2 separate regions of the Sus scrofa genome follow, and region 2 is linked to region 1. A link is a contact called in public HiChIP or PLAC-seq data. All regions are on one chromosome and are shown on one strand. The core of a region is the stretch at or near the end of the contact, and the rest is flanking DNA. Distances in the headings are between cores, read along the strand shown.

Evidence for each region. HiChIP or PLAC-seq counts read pairs in DNA pulled down with a chosen protein or histone mark.
Region 2: a contact with region 1 is called in an H3K27ac HiChIP or PLAC-seq map of alveolar macrophages. The contact joins the enhancer-like site here to the promoter of GSKIP in region 1. A contact is called at or near these places in 8 of 47 Hi-C or Micro-C datasets (adipose tissue, liver, mesenteric adipose tissue and 4 more) and 1 of 2 datasets of contacts at active chromatin or transcription factors (alveolar macrophages).

Annotation. Positions count from the first base shown.
Region 1 is chr7:117,585,355-117,588,126 of Sscrofa11.1, reverse strand. It overlaps GSKIP (GSK3B interacting protein), which reads right to left and starts at 1,320. Exons shown (of 3, transcript NM_001243496.1): 1 at 1,303-1,320. It overlaps ATG2B (autophagy related 2B), which reads left to right and starts at 1,953. Exons shown (of 42, transcript NM_001190277.1): 1 at 1,953-2,114. The coding sequence starts at 1,953.
Region 2 is chr7:117,641,102-117,643,873 of Sscrofa11.1, reverse strand. It overlaps AK7 (adenylate kinase 7), which reads right to left. Exons shown (of 18, transcript XM_021099676.1): 11 at 356-484. Among named protein-coding and RNA genes, the nearest start is that of AK7, 33 kb to the right of the region's middle. Within about 2 kb of position 1,388, at least 3 of the 83 cell types and tissues checked have an H3K27ac peak or open chromatin away from gene starts, as enhancers often do. A contact at or near this core is called in alveolar macrophages and omental adipose tissue, where this site is marked.

The DNA of each region.
Region 1 (2,772 bases), core at 71-2,570:
CCCTGGCACATAGCAGGCAACCAATAAACACTTACTGAATAAAGGAATGGGCTTTTCACTATAGAACATAAGATCCCTGAATTTCTCTTCACCTTTTTCACATCACCAATGGTACAGATTTTCATGTAATGGATCCTTAACAAACATTTTTAAATGAATGAAGAGCAAGGAAACCGAAGGTACTGAGAATGCTTGGGCCAAGTCTACAAAGAATGAGAGGTACCAAAATTCGCAGCACTTGTATGACCCTGGAAAGCACAGTGGTTCTAAAATGAAAAGGTGGTTGAAGGAAGGGGATCCAGAGCTTTTTCCATCTGCCAACGTTTCTGGGCTGTGTTAATACTTCTAAGACGTTTGTTATCAACATACAAACGAAATCTCCTTAAACCAGTTGTCCTAATTGACTATTCTTCATTACACGGTATGCATCTGGACTCGTTTACATTCGTTCTCTAGTTAACCGGTTTAGGATTCCTAATAATCTTTGGAGGTAAGATATTACTAACATGCCTACAGTCGACAAAGACTCAGAGAGGGTAGTGGCCAGTTGAAGGTGTCTCGGCTAATAAGTGCCAGGAGCTGGAGTCTAACCCAGGGCACCTGGCTTCCGGGTTATGGAACACCGGCACTCAGGCCTTCTCGGGGTTGACCAAGTGCAAAGCCGGCTCCGCCTCTGCAGGAGTTGCCTCGTAAAAGGCAGAAATCCGACTGCGCAGATTCCCAGAACAGCACAGGTACCTTGCCCAGGTTTCCCCGGGGTCGGAAGGCTTTGGCATCGATCACAGAAAGCAGTTCTGCCCACCAATGCCTCGAAGACTCGAAGTTTCCCGTCGCTGGCGCAGCACACCCAGGATGGATAAAGCGCTTTGGAAACTGCAAAGCCGCTAGCTAGAGAGCAGCGAAAATGAAGCTTTGGAAAACAGTATCTAAATGAGGCGGGCGACGAATAACTTACCGACAATGGGCACCGGTCAATACTGGGGGTAGGGGAATGTTAGGGAGTGTGTGTGTGTGTGTGTGTGTGTGTGTGTGTGTGTGTGTGGAGGGGGTGAGCCAGACGGGCTGCAGCCCTTCAGGTGGAGCTCGCGGCGTCCCGAGCGCCCGTTTCGGGGTCCTGGTCTAAGGTGACAGGGACGGCCGAGGCTGGAGCCGCTCCCAGACCCCTCTTTGCACGGGGGCCTCTTCCGCCCTAGCCCCTCACGGCCCAACCCGCTGCGCCGCGTCCCGCTCAGAAAGCCCTGGGTCCGCCCCCGAACCCCCCTCGGCCTCCCGCCGCCCATCGCCAGCCCCGCGGCTGCTCACCTGTGCTCGCCCCGCGCCTTCCTCTTCTTCCCTCCGGAGGCTTCGGGAACCGACCTGCGGCGCCGCCCCCTCGCTCCCCACTCTCGCCCCGCCCCCTCGGAGCCGGAACTGCTCCCTTCCGGTCTCCTTTCCCCGCCTCTTTCGGACCCCCCCCCCCAGTGTGGCGTCACTTCCGTCTGCGCCCGGCCCAGGACTGGGAATCCAAGTCTCGCGAACGCGCCAGGGGCGTCCCGCAGCCGGGAGCGCGCCCCGCGGATGACAACAAATTCGTCGCGCGGCAGCGGTGGAGGAGTCCGTCTCAGCCCCGGTCGCAGGCGGTGCTGCCGCCTCGTGCGGTGTCTTGCACCCTCTTTCTGTGCCGACCAGGAACCCCTTGGAAGCCCCCAGGCTTGGGGCCGCTGGGACTCCGCACCTTGCCCGCGCCAGGCCTAGCGCGAGCGGCGCGGCGCTGGTGATGGGGTCGCCCTGAGGGACGCCCAGCGCTGAGCGGGCATGGAGGGCCCTCCCCGGGCCTAGGCCCCGCTGCAGCCTGGGCACACTGGCCGGGATCTGAGGCGCCGTCACCGCCGCCGCCGCCGCCTGGAGCGGGAGCCTGGCCCCGAGGCCGGAGCCGCCTGCAGCCCCCGTCAGCCCATCTGCCAGCCCTCATCATGCCTTGGCCGTTTTCAGAGTCCATCAAGAAGAGAGCCTGTAGGTACCTCCTGCAGAGGTACCTGGGCCACTTTCTGCAGGAGAAACTGAGCCTGGAGCAGCTCAGCTTGGACCTGTACCAGGGCACCGGGTCCCTCGCCCAGGTCCCCTTGGACAAATGGGTAAGAGCTGCCGGCGGCCAGCCTGGCGGAACTCACTCTACTCTTAAGGGCGCTTTGACCTAGTGTCATCCAGGATTGGTGACGTTCAGTCCCTCCCTGGGAATTGTTTGGCTCTAAGTGGGGCAGGACCCCAGAGAAATGTGTTCAAATGTTGTTTAATCTGTTTCTAGCAAGTTTGCGCTCCCAAATCACGTGCTCCAGAAACTTAACAGAGGTGATGGAGTCTACACTGTGGGAATCAGTGGTGTCTGGTTTTTTTTTTTGGTGGAGGGGAGGGCCGGGGGAGGTCTGCGGAAGGTGACCAGTGCTTCCCATGGGGATAGGAAGGGTTGCGGGGTGCTGTGCAAACAAACTCTGTTTCGTGGGCTGGGACTGCAGAAAGATTAAGGATGAGGAGGATCTTTGGGGATGTCAGCATGCCTAAATATTTCTTTATTTAGGGTTGATTCCTTGCACACTGCGGCCCCCCGGGCAGCGTTTGCGATGTGGAGGAAAGTTAGGTGAAGCCCTCCTCTGCCGGTTGCCTGCTTTTGCTTGATGATACGTTTATAAGGCCAGTCGGTGAATAGTTGCGTGGCTTTAATAGTGCTGTCTGGTGGTGCCTGTTTGCTTCACGTGACCGATCGTAAAAGCAGGTGTTGCAAAAGCGCTGACGCTG
Region 2 (2,772 bases), core at 139-2,638, 56 kb before region 1:
AAAAAGATTATCACAACATTGTGATTCAACTATACTTCAATAAAACTTTTAAAAAGTGAAAAAAAAACCTTAAAAATGTTCCAATCAATAGAGAGAATGCAAGATACGTTTTGAGCTGCAGTTGGAGACAGACTAGACTTTAAGGACAAGAAACTCGTGGAAATGCTTCTACCTCACTGAGGAAAGCCCTGCGGGACTCTGGGTTTTCTTAACTGGGGCCAACAACAATATCCAATTAAAATAGCAAATCTCTTTGTAGGATTCCAAGGAGAATTAGTGACTTCTTTATTAAAAGACTAAGAAAAAGCCTTTTTAAAATATAAAAATTCGTGATAAAGTGGTTAAAAGGGTTTACCAGTTTTGCTATGGCTTCCGAAACAACATCCTTCAGTTTAATGTGATGCAGTTTGTAGTATTTGGACAACGCCTCCGCAATGCTGGATTTTCCCACGGCAGGAGGACCGAGAATGCAAATTTTGATGGGCTAAAAGAGGAGAAGAAGCATCAGGCAGGGAGCTCTGAACCGTCCGTAGCGAGACCGTGTTCTCTATTTCGAGGGTGTGCCTTGAGCCTCTGGATCCTGCAGGCGGACTTTCACTCCTCTGTCAAGACTCCTGGCATTTGATGAGCATCTCACGTGCCCTGACCTGGGCAGGGGAGACCCGCCACTCAGCCAGAGGCACTTGAAAGTACTAGGAAACCAAGCACTTGAGCCTGACATGCTACCAGTGTCACGTTTATGGCGCGCCCCCCTGTAGAGACAGCGGAGAAGTAGGAGAATTTCTGGTCTACTGTAGAGGCTGCTTAGCTTATTGCCTCATGAGCACTGTTTCTGGACTAAGTCTTTAATTATACATTCCCTTTTATTTATTAATTTATTTTGGCCACACCCTCAGCATGGGGAAGTTCTTGGGCCAGGGTCTGAACTTGAGTCACAGCAGTAACCACAGCCACAGCAGTGACAACACCAGATCTTTCATCCACTGAGCCGCAGGGGAACTCCTATAGGCTCCCTTCAAAAAAAAAAAAAAAAAAAAAAAAAGCTCATTTATTCTAGTTTTTAAAAATACACCTTTTTTTTTTTAAGTAACATTTCTTCTGAAAAATGCTTGAATGTTAAAGAAGCTTGTCACATTCCTAACTGGTGAGCAAATATTTATTTCTAACAGAAATAAAAATATCAGTAACAAAATAGTCATCTCTTTCAAAATAGTCCAAACAGTTGTGAAATGAGGCCTGGTATTTTGCAAGGCAAATTTTGTAATTTTTGTAATTAAAAAAATTAAAAAAAAATCATGACACCGAAAAGAGTTTCCATGGCAGTGTCCACATGCTTAAAGGTGACATCATTTGGGGCATGGAATCGGTTATTGCCGATATTAGCACCATTTGTCAGGCAAGGCTGTGAGGGAATAAGCAGGGTCCCTGCAGCGGTGCTGGATAAAGCGTGGTGGACGTGAATGACCCCCTCGGCTTGGGGACAGGCTCTCTCGGGGGATGGCAGGCAGTAGTGGGGAGGGGGGTTGGGAGAGCACCTCTGGAGCTGAGTCTTAATGGACAGGGCAGGGCTGAGGGGGAGCTTTTACCAAGGCCTGGGTCCAGCTGTCCGGCACACCAGGTTCGCATGCCTTGTTTGCGTCCACACACCAAGAGTGGGTCTGTCTCCTGGGGTTGGCGCGCCTCATTCAGATACGACATCAGCACCACGGTTTATTCATTGATCATGAGAAGTATGGTTGCCCCTGAACGTGAGCACGTGGCTGGTACCTTCACCGCCTCAAGGCAGACATGTATAGAAAAGAGCTTGATGAGCTTCGATCAGAACAGGGAGGGTTAGATGAATGGATGGTTGAGTGGTATCAGGTCAAGGGGACCCGAGGTGTCTGACTTTGCACAGGGCTGACTGGCCTTTGCTAAAGGAACTGGAACCGGGCAGTTCCCCGATGGCTCAGCCAGTTAAGGATCTGGCGCTATCACTGCCGTGGCTCAGGGCACTGCTGGGGTGAGGATTCATTCCCTGGCCTGGGGAACTTCCGCTTGCCATCGGCACAGCCAAAAAGAAATAAAAAATAAAATGACCAGCGAATCCCCGGCCAATAAGAAAAGATCAAAGTAATAATGAGACTTCTCTACGTCCTATCCACCCTCCCCCAGCTATTCATCCAGAGCTGAGACAGGCAGGCCAGCAAGGGACCTGACAGTTTCCCTGACCGAGACAACTCTGTGACAGTCAGTCTGGAACTTACGAGCACATTCAATCTGTGTGAAGCACAATAATCACCCACGTCAACTTTAAAATTGTTACTATTCAATGGGCAATATATTCTACAGAATATAGAACTGTTGGAGTTCCTGTGATGGCTCAGCAGTTAATGAACCCGACTAGCATCCATGAGGACTCGGGTTCGATCCTCGGCCTCCCTCAGTGGCTTAAGGATCTGGTGTTGCTGTGAGCTGTGGTGTAGGTCACAGACAAGGTTCGGATCCCATGTTGCTGTAGCTGTGGTGTAGGCTGGCAGCTGCAGCTCCAAGTGGACCCCTAGCCTGGGAACCTCCATATGCCATGGGTGCGGCCCTTCAAAGACAAAAAAAAAAAAAAAGAGATAAAAAGTATATTCCATCGAATATAGAAGTACATTGTTGGAGTTCCCATCATGGCTCAGCAGTTAGGAACCTGGCCAGTATCCATGAGACTGAGGGTTCGATCCCTGGCCTCAATCGGTGGGTTAAGGATCCGGTGTTGCTGTGACCTGTGATGTAGGTCGCAGATGA